Linked DNA regions of Capra hircus: region 1 is linked to region 2. The links are chromatin contacts, called in public Hi-C maps. All regions are on one chromosome and are shown on one strand. The core of a region is the stretch at or near the end of the contact, and the rest is flanking DNA. Distances in the headings are between cores, read along the strand shown. Region 1 overlaps ARMC3 (armadillo repeat-containing protein 3). Region 2 overlaps PIP4K2A (phosphatidylinositol 5-phosphate 4-kinase type-2 alpha).

Region 1 (6,394 bases), core at 132-2,631, 270 kb before region 2:
ACTTTTCACTTTCATGCATTGGAGAAGGAAATGGCAACCCACTCCAGTGTTCTTGCCTGGAGAATCTCCGGGACGGGGGAGCCTGGTGGGCTTCCGTCGGTGAGGTTGCACAGAGTCGGACATGACTGAAGCGGCTTAGTAGCAGCAAACTAGATCTTCTTTTTCACGTAAGTTCAGAGCATGCATTTGCTAAACATAAACGTTTCTTTTTGTTTAAAAAAAAACGAGATTTGGGTACAAACGTTCACAGTCAGAGAATAGTAACCATCTCAAAATATTATTTCACGGCATATGTTATGGAAAGGAATTCAACACAAAGTTTTTTTTTTTGTATTAAGTCCCCAAGCCCGACAGTGAAAAAGCACTTACAGCAGGGCGCTAAGAATACTAAGGAGAAATGCATTTGCACAGACAGCATCTATTTTATGCCTCCTTGTATTTACTACGCTGTTTCACGTCTGTGTGCCTTTGCACTCATGCTCGCTTTGCCCCAGATGCCCTGCCCTATTTCTCCCACACCTCTGCCTGAGGACCACTAGCTCAACCTGCAAAACCAGCTCACTTGCCCTTTCCTGGGTGAAGTTATCCACATCCATTACTGCCCCTCCTTATTAATCACCCTGCCTCTGTGTCTGCCTGGTATCTACTTCTCAGCCAGGCTGCGAGTCTTTTTATATCCTCAGTGCTGAGAAGATCAATATATTTTAATTGACTTGAATCACCTCAAGGGGAGTGATGAGAACCTCTTGCAGGTGTTGAGAAACACAGAGGGAAAAGTACTCAGCTCAGTTTTAAGTTCACAAGAAGGGAGAGGACTCAGTAGTATGGGGATCTCCACTAGTATCACTTAAACAGCTCCTCTTGAAAGCAGGTTATTTCCTCCTCACCCCTGGGCTTCTCTAATTATACAGTGAAGTCATTTTTATAGGAAGTGTAATAGAATCTTGCGCTTGACACAGTGTCTTTGGGATCTACTCCTTTCAGGTATCAAGGGATGTGGATATTCTGTCTTTGCCGACAGGGTGGACTGTTTATTTGGGCTCTGTCATCGGAGGACATGATTTGGTACCTCTCGGATGTTGATTCTTGCTGCTGTCGGGAGGCTCACATTTAACCCATCTGCAAAGGCTGGTTACATGAATCAAGGGTGACCTTGGGCCGCACGGAAAATCTGTTTAACAGAGCCCACATACCGGGGAATATGTGGAACCCGATGGAACAGATGGTAATATTGGCAATCAGAACCTTGTTTGTTAACAGTGATTACAACCATTCCCACCAGCACGGCTTTTCATATGTCTCCGTGAGGTTTGTCACACCAAAGCAAGACATATTGGTGGCAGGCACGCTGCGAGCGGGGCGGGGAGGTGCATGTGCCCCAATGGCTGGGGGCTGGCGAGTTTAATTGCGGGTTCCCGCGAGTCTATACAGGTGCGAGGCGGGTGGGGCGCGGGCCACTAAAATAAACAGATCTCCTGGTTATCAGAGCCAGATTTGGAATGCTGTGAACAGGATTCCTGACTCTCATTCCAGCCAGCTTTTCAAAGGTAATGACCTGAGAAGTCGAGGGTGTTCGTTAAATTGATCGATTTCTGAGTCCCAAACAGCCGTCATTCCGAGGCAGCCCCACAGCTGCAGAAGACAAAGAAATGTGTCCCCCAACTCTGGCTGAACCCCAGAATTGACAAAAGTAGCCAAGAGATTGTCTCTTTTCAAAGAAATATTTAAAGACGTTTATCCTGTAGTAAGGGACAGAATCATGATTAAACTGCAGGCAAAAATCTTAAAGAATGTAAAGTAACATTATTATTAAACTGAAACCCAGCCATAAAAAACAAACGGAGGAAGCTTTGCGTCCTATAGCAAAATAAGGGGGAAAAAATGCAAAATAAAATTTTTTAAGTATGTGAAATCAAATTGTTTCCATCATACTGAGGTGCCCTAGCAAGTATGATTTGGGGGCTTCCAGGGCATGCTTTTAACTACAGTTGCTGCAACATCACGATTTTTCAAGAGAAAACTGCTACTCAAAAGGAGTCGAGTACACCCTAATCCAGCCCCTCCACAGAGAACACGCAGGTTTTTTTTTTTTTTTTTTTTTACCAATTATGAGGCAGTCAGTCAAGGTGCAGGGAAATCAAACGTAATTTTCTTACAAGTGACATGGAATCTTTATTGACCTGTCTGTTCAATCAGGATACCTCACTTCCATACATGCCACCTTCTGTCTCAAAAAGCTGCAATGCCTGCCAATAATAAACTAGATGCCATCAGGAAAGAACAACTGTCTTCATTTAACATGGCTGACTTGTCTCCTGATAAAATAGGAATAACGGTCAAGGTGTTAGAACATTCATAATAAGTGGCTTCTGCAGCTACCAAATGTTTCTGTTTAGCCTGGAAGTCAGTCTGTTTACATATCTGGATGTGACAGGGGCCACAATCCCAAAGTAATTAGAGATACCACGTTTTTTATTTTCTTAACTAAATAATAAGGATGCTGAAATCTCTAGAGTGACTGCACATTAAAAAACAAAACAAAACACCACTGGCCATTGCCAGGACTACCCTCAGCTCATCAGCTCTAATGTTGCTTCTTCGGAGAGACCCTCTTTGATGAGCTGTGTCATTCCTGTGACTCCTTCCACAACCCTGTTGTCATGCATGCCCCTCTCTATGATATCATGCTGTTTTATTTAATCCATACTGTTACCGCCTCTGAAATTACCTTACAATTACTCATGTGTTGTCTGTCTTCCTGTCCAACCTGTAAGCTTCATGAAAACAGTTTCATGGAACCATTGTCATGTTCCCTACTGAACCCCTAGGGCCTAGAGCAGTGCCTGGCACACAAAGAACACCCAAGTAAAAGTGAAATAATTTACACAAGAAACCAAAATTCACAGATAAGAACTTCCTTAGCCTTTGGGATAAAATGATAAAAGAGGTAAAGAGTGATCCCATCTATTCCTAGTGGAAATTTGTGTTCCAGGCTCCCTGGATCAAGGGTAATCACTTGGATGTGCAAAATAGAATTCAGATTCCATTTTTATTTTGTTTTTGTTTTATAGTTAAGAAAGATTAGATGGCAATGACGACCCTGTATGCAAGACAGGAAAAAAGACACAGATGTGTATAACGGACTTTTGGACTCAGAGGGAGAGGGAGAGGGAGAGGGTGGGATGATTTGGGAGAATGACATTCTAACATGTATACTATCATGTAAGAATTGAATCGCCAGTCTATGTCTGACGCAGGATACAGCATGCTTGGGGCTGGTGCATGGGGATGACCCAGAGAGATGTTATGGGGAGGGAGGTGGGAGGGGGGTTCATGTTTGGGAACGCATGTAAGAATTGAAGATTTTAAAATTAAAAAAATAAAAAACTAAAAAAAAAAAAAAAAGAAAGATTAAAATTTAGTGAGAGAATTGCTCAGGGAGCAAGTCAATCAACAGAGACAAAATTAAAACCATGGTGATCTGACTTTTAGTTCACTACCTTTTTTTTGCAATTATTAATATCTTAAGCTTTGAAAAATATTGTACTTTCAAGGGGGGAAAAAAAAGCCAGCATCTATTTGGTTTACTTCATCATTCCTTAGGAAATGAGAAATAAGGGAGACCATTTTGATTCGCAGCATTCTGGGAATTTTTTACTAACCTTTGAATACTTTTTTTTTCTTTTTCTTATTCTCGTATAAATAGAAAACAAGGGTGAGGAGGAAGTGAAGTGATAACAGGGAAAGAAACCTGGGAGAAAGGTGGAAGGAGGGAGGAAGGAGAGGGGGGGGATGGAAACTCACTTCTCCAAAGGTGCCTTCAGTCTGGTGGAATCTAAAGAGACCAAGAAGGCAGAGGGAAACATTTTGGTGGGAAGATTTGGAGAAGCTCAAACTCAGGGAGATAGTGAGCTGGAGGCAGAGAAAGAAAAATTATGAGCTTTCTCTGGATATAGGTAGCCGACTGGCTCGGCGTATAGTGTCCATCCCACCTCTGTGACCTTGAACAAGGACTGTGCTTCTGTTTCCTCATCTGCAGAATGGACATGATAATAAGACTTGCTACATCATAGGGAACTTTTCAAAGATTTGCTGATACATTCCAAGTACTTAACTAAGTGCCTGGCCACACATTCCAGCTCTCACCATCATTTCACCACTGCTGTCAGCATCGTCATCACCACGTCACCATCATTATCACATCATTACCCACGCCTACTGAGTGAGCCACAAGGGCAGAGATTTTCCTATAATCCTGTCTCCATTCCTGGGATCATGGGAAAATAGCGTCCTGTTTCCAAATTTGCATCTATGTATGAACTTTTCATTTTCAGACAACTTTTCAGCTAGACAGTCAAATCTCCAACCTCTGCAGGGCTGGAGCTGAAGCCATTTCCTCAAGCCTCACCCCCAAGTCTTTGTTTAGGCAACAAATGAGCAGTGAAGGCTGTTTTCAGAGGGATGGAAAATCATGGGAAAAATTAATATAAAAAGTCAAGGATGAGTAAAAGTGGAATTTATGTAGGTATTAAGCTATCCAAACTGTTTGATAATTTCCTCTTAAAGTCAGTTACATTGGAAATTAAGCCTGAAAGAGGTACCAGCAAATTTAAAATAAGGTTATGCAAGTGTCAGTCTTTGCTCTCCAGGTAATAAAAGCAGGATAGATAATTTTCTAATTGAACATTTCATGGGATTCACCTAGCCTCAACTGGTAGCTAATAAAATTCAAACTGTTTGTGAAGGTTGACTAGGCATCAACTGACACAAAATGGGGATACGGAATTGACTTGTTTCATTGCAAAATCCAGCTTTTCATTCTATATACTCCTTAAAATCAAAGGTGTTGATGAATATACAGTTAGCAGAGAAGAAATCTAGGTGCTAAGGTGGGTAGAAACAGAAAGTATCCACTCGGTAAACTTGGACGGAAATAAGGAAAGAATACTACTTAAGTTTACCATGAAGGTGCCTCCCATATATTTTATCTGTTAATTTCAGAAGGCTTTTAAGATAGTGAAGAACACTTTAGATAAGTTTTTGAGGTATCATCCTGAGTACAAAAATCTGATACACCCTTACTACAAAATTGAACTTTCTAAAAGGAACTAACTCAACTTGTCTTAGAGGATTCTCATCTTATGAGCATTTTAATTCAAAGGAGGTAGCACCTGACAATAAAGTGATATAAGTAAGAATTTTAAAACCAAATAATTTCTATTATTCAAAGTCAAGAGCAAAAAATTCAGCTCTAGAGTAAGTACCATAACAACAAGATTAATTTATGTCAGTTAAGCGTATTATATTTATCCTATATGGTTATGTAGCACAGGTGATATTCAGCCACCAGGACAATGAATGTGTCAAAATATTTTGAAATGACTTCACCTTAAAAGGAGACAAAGACAAGCATCTATTAACACAGCTAGCAGTAGAATATTATCTCTTTAAAAGCACCACAGTGGAATGCTTTCCAGATCACAGTCTTTCAATAATATTTTAAAATATTATTTTAAACACACTGAAGAATATTTCGGATTAAGTTGGTGAGCATTTTCACTAAAATACAGAGCAAATCTTCCATTACCTTTTCTGCCCCTCCCCCAACATCTGCCTAAACTGCCACTAGGGGTCAGTATGAAGACACAGTTCCTCCCCTGTTAGAGGAAAATGGACTGCGGAAAACCTTTTCCGTGAAAAGCCCTAACAAAGACCATAACCGCACAGCTTTACCATTACCAAGCCCACCCCATACATCAGGTCTTCATTTTTCCGGAGACTACATTTTAATGTTGTAAATCACAGTGGATTATTTCTATGGTCAGTATTTCTTTGATTTAAAAAAATAAGTATTGTAAATGACAAGATTACTTATTCCTAAGTGAATCTGTGTGGATTGGTCAAGAAGTATGATCTAGAACAGATGTTAAAGTTTATTTTGAAAGGGTGATGGTATGCATCTCTAGCCATCTGGGAGATATATATATATATATATATATATATATATATATATATATATATCTTCCTGGAGGGGAATGGCAATGTGGAAGTGAATCTTGTGATGTTTTGCCAACTCTGAGAGGTGTTTTGTCCCCTCCTTTGAAATGACATCACCATTCATTGCACTACAGCCTCAAGTGCACAAGAAAATAGAGTACATCCCCTACATAGGAACCTTCAAGTTGTGAACTTTCAAAGATGCACACATTTCCAGAGAAAGGAGGGAGAAGACGTAATTGAAGAGCTGAAGAGATTCACGATGCAGGAAATGGCAAGAGGGTTTTATTTGAGGAGACACTGTTTGCTTTTGAGACACAAGACCCAAATGTTGAACGGTACACAAAGCTTGCAGCAGCCATTAGGAATGCAATCCAGTGCATCAATGACAAGAGAA
Region 2 (6,601 bases), core at 1,984-4,483:
CTAGATGCAGATAGCACTTGAAAAAAAAAAGTCATAGACTATATATTTTAGAGATGTTATAGATTCAGATAAAAATTGAAGGAAAGTTACAGGGAGTTCTCCGCCCACCCCCCACCACCATCAACATCTTGCACCAGGCAGTACGTCTGTTCCAATGATGAACCAACATTGACACCTCATTACCAGGCAGAGTCCATAGTTTACACTAGGGTTCACTCTACGTTGTACATTTTATGGGCTTTGACAAATGTATGATGACACTCACCCACCATTAATTATCATCCAGAGTATTTTTCCTGCCCCCCGAACCTCCTGTGCTCTACTTATTCCTCCCTCTCTCCCCTGAAAGCTGCTGGCAATTTTCACTCATTTTATATAATGTCTGTTTTCATCACTTGGTTTTTTGAAGCCCCCTCATCTTAGTCTTGGGCTTCTCAGATGGCACTAGTGGTAAAGAACCCACACTGCCAAGGCAGGAATCATGAGACACAGGTTTAATCCCTAGATAGGGAATATCCCCTGAAAGAGGGCATGGCAATGCACTCCAGTATTTGTGCCTGGAGAATCCCGGGGACAGAGGAGCCTCACGGGCTATGGTCTATAGGGTCTCAAAGAGACAGACATGACTGAAACAACTTAACACACACACACACACACACACACACACACACACACACACACATGTTAGGTCTTCATTACATAGGTCTCTAAAAAATATGGATACATAGATTACATATTTGAAATCTCACTTCAGAACTTCCCTGGCAGTCCAGTGGTTAACACTTTGCCTTCCAATGCAGGGGGTGTGGGTTTGATCCCTGGTCAGGGAGCTAGGATCCCACATGCCTCACAGCCCAAGAAAAAACCCAAAACAGAAAAAATTTTGTAACAAATTCAATAAAGACTTTTAAAAAATAAAATCTCACTTAAAGAATAAAATCTCAGTAAATATCTCCTATGGAAGGTCTGGAATTTTACTCAAGTTAGAATTTTTTGATGGGGCTGGGGCAGGGAGGACATAGCACCAATTTTAAGAGGTTGTTTTTGGAAGAGAACAATGAACCTTGATAGTTAGGGAGACATTCTTCAGCTTAGTTCAGGTCAACAAGTATTTGGTGAAATCAAAGGTGACTTTGGCTTCATGTACCAGTTGTCTGTGCTCCTTCCTAAATGGTTCCTCCATAGACCGAAAAAAAATCTATACTTCCGGAAAAACTTTGCACTCTGCTGAATGGAGAGACGGCGAGTTGGGTGGTAGGAAAGAACACTTCATTGAATCCTTCTTTAGAGTCATCTCCTTTTCTGATGTAGAATAACTACCTCTTGATTTTCTAAATTCGGACTTTTTAAGGATGCTCTTTCATTTTAATTAAAAAGCAAGTACATGCCAAACAGGTTAGCAGTAAGGGGCCACAGAGCATGATACTGTTGCAAAGAGCTCAACAAAATCGCATACAGTGCTAAAGCTGTATGAGCAGCCCTGTCAGCAAGTGTCTGTATGTTCTGCAGATCTGCAACCACTAAGGAAACGAAGGCGCACGGTACACAAGAGGTGCTGTAGGAAAGGAAGGGGAGACACCAGAGAAAGACATCATCACGGTTTCTCAGCACAGAAGCTGTGATGAGCTGTTATCTTAGGTTTCCTAACGGTCTTGAAGGAAACGGGCAGCGCTGCTTCTGGAATACAGTCCTGTTCTGATCACGCCTGCTCCCCCCACCCCCCATCCTCTGGGGCTGGCTTCTTTGGTCCAGGCTGCAATTTGTGGCCAGGTGTCTTCCAGGCACTCAGGGTTGCCTCGGACTCTCGGCTGCAGTGCATCTGCTCTGTGGAATGTCAGCTGTAGTTTCTCACTTCAGTTGCAGGCTCGTCAAGTCTCTAAGCCAAATAAGCATTTCTTTTTCCCCCTAGTTTTATTGAGAAATAATTGACATACAGCACTGTATAAGTTTCAGACGACTTGACTTACATCATGAAGTGAATATCACAAGTTTTGTGACATTCATCATCTCATATAGATACAAAGTTAAAGAAATAGAGAAAAGTTATTTTCTTGTGATGAGAACTCTTAAGATTTACTCTCTTGACAACTTTCGTATGTAGCATACAGCAGTGTTAATTATATGTATCATGTTGTACATTACATCCCTAGTATGTATTTATATGAATAATCACATTTTGATGTAACCACATTTGTTTTAAATGAAAGTCAGCAAAGATTTACTAAGGGTTTTCTCTGGGACAGCACCCTAGGGATATTGACAGTGACAGCCAGGCTCACTGACCAAGTGCCAGGCAGTGTTGTGGACTCAGTGCACGCTCCCAGCAACCCCAAGCACATAGGCTCTGCTCTAAACACTGCATCCGAGATGCCTTGAAATATACGCTGTCTTCATCTACGTGTGGAACTTTCACTTCTTATGGCCAGTCTCCTCCAGGCTGGGGCAAGGGTTTGAGAAAACAAAGCGACCCTCAAGTGCTTAGGATCCACGTTTGCTGTCTTGCTTCTTCAGTTGTCGCCTGTATGAAGTGCTGTTGGAATGTCAAATTATGAACTTCTGGGTGTGGCCTCATGGAATGGCAGCCCAGCTGAGAAGGATTCAGCACCAGCTGGGAGTGGGAAATAGCCCCCCTCCTCTGTTGAGCTCTTCTGGCTGCACTCAGAATAAAACTGACAGAAGACAGATTGACCAGAGGAACAGCAACATGTTTTAATTCATGGGCACAGAGATGTCATGGAAATGGGACCTTAGGAGTGGGACCAAAGCAGGCAGTTTTTACATGTTGTAGACAAATAGATTTTTGAGGAATTGATGGGACAAAGAGACTTAGGTTTGGAGAACCCAATTAGTGAAGAATTTAGACAGAGTTTGGGCTTGTCAATTAAAGAAATAACCAGGCTTGTTTATATAGGCTTCTGGCGTGAATCCCCTGTCTTTGATGATAAGGGTGACTGCCTGTCTAATTGCAGAGAAGGCACCTATCACTTGAAATCGATTTCTTGCTTTCCGGCAGACAGGACAGTCAGAGCGTCCCTCCTCCTTTTATGATCTATGTATATAATTTTATTTATTTATTTATGGCTGTGCTGGGTCTTCGTTGTTTCGTGGGCTCTTCCCTAGTTGCGAGGAGTGGGGCTGCCATCTAGTTGCGGTGCGTGGGCTTCTCATTGTGGCGGCTTCTCTTACTGCGGAGCGCGGGCTCTCAGACAGGTTGACTTCAGTAGCTGTGGCCTGTGAGCTCAGCAGCTGCAGCTCCCAGGCTGCACAGGCTCGGTGGGTGTGGCACATGGGCTTAGCTGCTCTGTGGCCTGTGGGGTTTCTCAGATCAGGGATCGAACCCGTGACTCCTGCATTGACAGGTGGATTCTTTACCACTGAGCCACCAGGGAAGCCTGGAATGTCCCTCTTGGGCTGGCTATTTCTTAATTAACTTTAGTTCAGAATAATTACTATGCCTCAGAGGCACATTTTGGGATGGGCTACCCAACAGCACCCCTTTCCCCTTGGGCTTCTTGCCCCATGTCCCTCTGTACCCCAGCTCCCCTCTTCTCCCTATATCCTTTCCTGCAGGCTCAGAGCAGCACCCAGAAACCACAGCCTATGCTGAATAATGAAAGTGACATTGTATTTTCCCTCTCAAACCAGACAAAGCTGGGGTTTCTTCCATGAAGAATTTTTACCATGGGTAACTGGGTAAACCAAAAAGAGCAGAAAGCTGTAGAAATTTAAAGTGGACAATTGTACTTTACGTGAGTGTTTGGTTTGCTTTATGTAGTAGTCATCTGCCCCTTAAGCAGTTTTCCTCTGGTTACTTTAAGTAACTGGACAGGTTTTATTTATTTCTTTTTAAAATTTATATCCTTTTTATTTATTTATGAGTATAAGACAATTGGCAGTTGACTGCCATGGCTGAGTGCCCAGATTCTGGAGTTGCTCTGACCAGGTGAACAAAATCAGGCCACACTGTGTAGAGGTCACTATGACCTTGAGCCAGTCACTGAACTGCTTGCAGCCTTGGTTTTCTTATTTGTTTAGGGCTGGGAGTGAAACAGTCCTGTTCATTTCACAGGGTTGTTAAAACAGTTGCCTAAGAAAGAGTGTAAAACAGTTTGCAGATACCAGACTCATTTGTTTGTTATTGTTTAGTCCCTAAGTTGTGTCCAACTCTTTTACGACCCCATGGGCTATAGCCCACCAGGCTCCCCTGTCCATGGGATTTTTCCCAGGCAAGAACACCGTAGTGGGTTGCCATTTCCTTCTCCAGGGAATCTTCCCAGACGAGGGATTGAACCCACATCTGAATTGGCAGGTGGATTCTTTACCACTGAGCCAGCAGGAAAGCCTATAGTAAGTCCTACATAAATGTTAGCCTTGAGGATGTGTTGTTATTGTTAATTTTTAGAAATGATGAATGCCAAAGACAAAAACGTGCTGTGTAGATAGAAAACCAAATAAATAAAAGAAACATAGAAAATAAAACCCAGCTGCTTTCCAAAAGTAAGGCACCCCACCCCCCGCCCCCATTCCTTGACTGGGAATTATTCATAAAACTTGACAATGAAACAGAGTCTAGAATATTTCATGTCCTATTCTCCTTATTTCCCCCCCATAATTTTAATTAAAAAAAATAAGCCTTAAGGATTCATTCATTCATTCAGCACTGAGCCTGGTACCTAGACTATAGGTATATATCCTACCCCTGAGGGATATGCTTCTTGCTCATAGAGTAGAACAGATGGTACTCTTATCCCTATGGGGCATGAGAAAAATATTCCAGTTAATACTATATAAGATGCATACGTGGCATCAGTTCACTTCAGTCACTCAGTCATGTCCACTCTCTGCAACCCCATGAACTGCAGCACGCCAGGCTTCCCTGTCCATCACCAAGTCCCGGAGCTTACTCGAACTCATGTCCATCGAGTCAGCAATGCCATCCAACCATATCATCCTCTGTTATCCCCTTCTCCTCCCACCTTCAGTCTTTCCCAGCATCAAGGTCTTTTCCAGTGAGTCAATTCTTCGCATCAGATGGCCTAAGTATTGGAGCTTCAGCTTCAGCATCAGTCCTTCCAATGAATATTCAGGACTGGTTTCCTTTAGAATGGACTGGTTGGATCTCCTTGCAGTCCAAGTGACTCTCAAAGTCTTCTCCAACACCACAGTTCAAAAGCATCAACTCTTCGGTGCTCAGCTTTCTTTATAGTCCAACTCTCACATCCATACATGACTATTGGAAAAACCGTAGTTATGACTAGGTGGACCTTTGTTGGTAAAGTAATGTCTCTGCTTTTTAATATGCTATCTAGGTTGGTCATAGCTTTTCTTCCAAGGAACAAGCGTCTTTTAATTTCATGGCTGCAATCACCATCTGCAGTGATTTTTGAGCCCCCCAAAATAAAGTCTGTCACTGTTTCCATTGTTTCCCCTTCTGTTTGCCATGAAGTGATGGAACCAGATACCATGATCTTAGTTTTCTGAATGTTGAGTTCTAAGCCAACTTTTCACTTTCCTCTTTCACTTTCATCAAGAGGCTCTTTAGTTCTTCTTCACTTTCTGCCATAAGGGTAGTGTCATCTGCATATCTGAGGTTATTGATATTTCTCCCAGCAATCTTGATTCCAGCTTGTGCTTCATCCAGCCCAGCATTTCGCATGATGTACTCTGCATATAAGTTAAATAAGCAAGAGGACAATATACAGCCTTGACATACTCCTTACCTGATTTGGAACCAGTCTGTTGTTCCATATCTAGTTGTAAATGTTGCTTCTTGACCTGCATACAGATTTCTCAGGAGGCAGATCAGGCAGTCTGGTATTCTCAGCTCTTGAAGAATTTTCCACAGTTTGTTGTGATCCACACAGTCAAAGGCTTTGGTGTAGTAAATAAAGCAGAAATAGATGTTTTTCTGGAACTCTCTTGCTTTTTCGATGATCCAGTGGATGTTGGCAGTTTGATCAGTGATTCCTCTGCCTTTTCTATATCCACCTTGAACATCCAGCTTGAATTTCATGGTTCATGCACTCTTAAAGCCTGGTTTGAAGAATTTTAAGTATTACTTTGCTAGCGTGTGAAATGAGTACAATTGTGTGGAAGTTTGAACATTCTTTGGCCTTGCCCTTCTTTGGGACTGTAGTGAAAACTGACCTTTTCAAGTCTTGTGGCCACTGCTGAGTTTTCCAAATTTGCTGACATATTGAGTGCAGCACTTTCACAGCATCATCTTTCAGGATTTGAAATAGCTCAACTGGAATTCCATCACCTCCACTAGCTTTGTTCGTAGTGGTGCTTCCTAAGGCCCACCTGACTTCGCATTTCAGGATGTCTGGCTCTAGGTGAGTGATCACACCATCGTGGTTATCTGGGTCATGCAGGTCTTTTTTTGTATAGTTTTCTGTGTATTCTTGCCACCTGTTCTTAATATCTTCTGCTTCTGTTAGGTCCATACCATTTCTGTCCTTTATTGTGCCCATCTTTGCATGAAATTTTTGCTTGGTATCTCCAATTTTCTATTGTTTTCTTCTATTTCTTTGCACTGATCACTGAGGAAGGCTTTCATGTCTCTCCTTGCTATTCTTTGGAACTCTGTACTCAAATGGGT

Evidence for each region. A called contact is a pair of places that touch in the nucleus more often than the background predicts.
Region 1: a contact with region 2 is called in a Hi-C map of blood, with 3 times the contacts expected there. The contact joins two enhancer-like sites. A contact is called at or near these places in 2 of 5 Hi-C or Micro-C datasets (both in blood).

The regions. Positions count from the first base shown.
Region 1 is chr13:23,403,793-23,410,186 of ARS1.2, reverse strand. The region is part of intron 9 of ARMC3 (armadillo repeat-containing protein 3); the gene reads right to left. Among named protein-coding and RNA genes, the nearest start is that of ARMC3, 48 kb to the right of the region's middle. Within about 2 kb of position 1,381, at least 1 of the 5 cell types and tissues checked has an H3K27ac peak or open chromatin away from gene starts, as enhancers often do.
Region 2 is chr13:23,134,938-23,141,538 of ARS1.2, reverse strand. The region is part of intron 1 of PIP4K2A (phosphatidylinositol 5-phosphate 4-kinase type-2 alpha); the gene reads left to right. Among named protein-coding and RNA genes, the nearest start is that of TRNAS-GGA, 8.0 kb to the right of the region's middle. Within about 2 kb of position 3,233, at least 1 of the 5 cell types and tissues checked has an H3K27ac peak or open chromatin away from gene starts, as enhancers often do.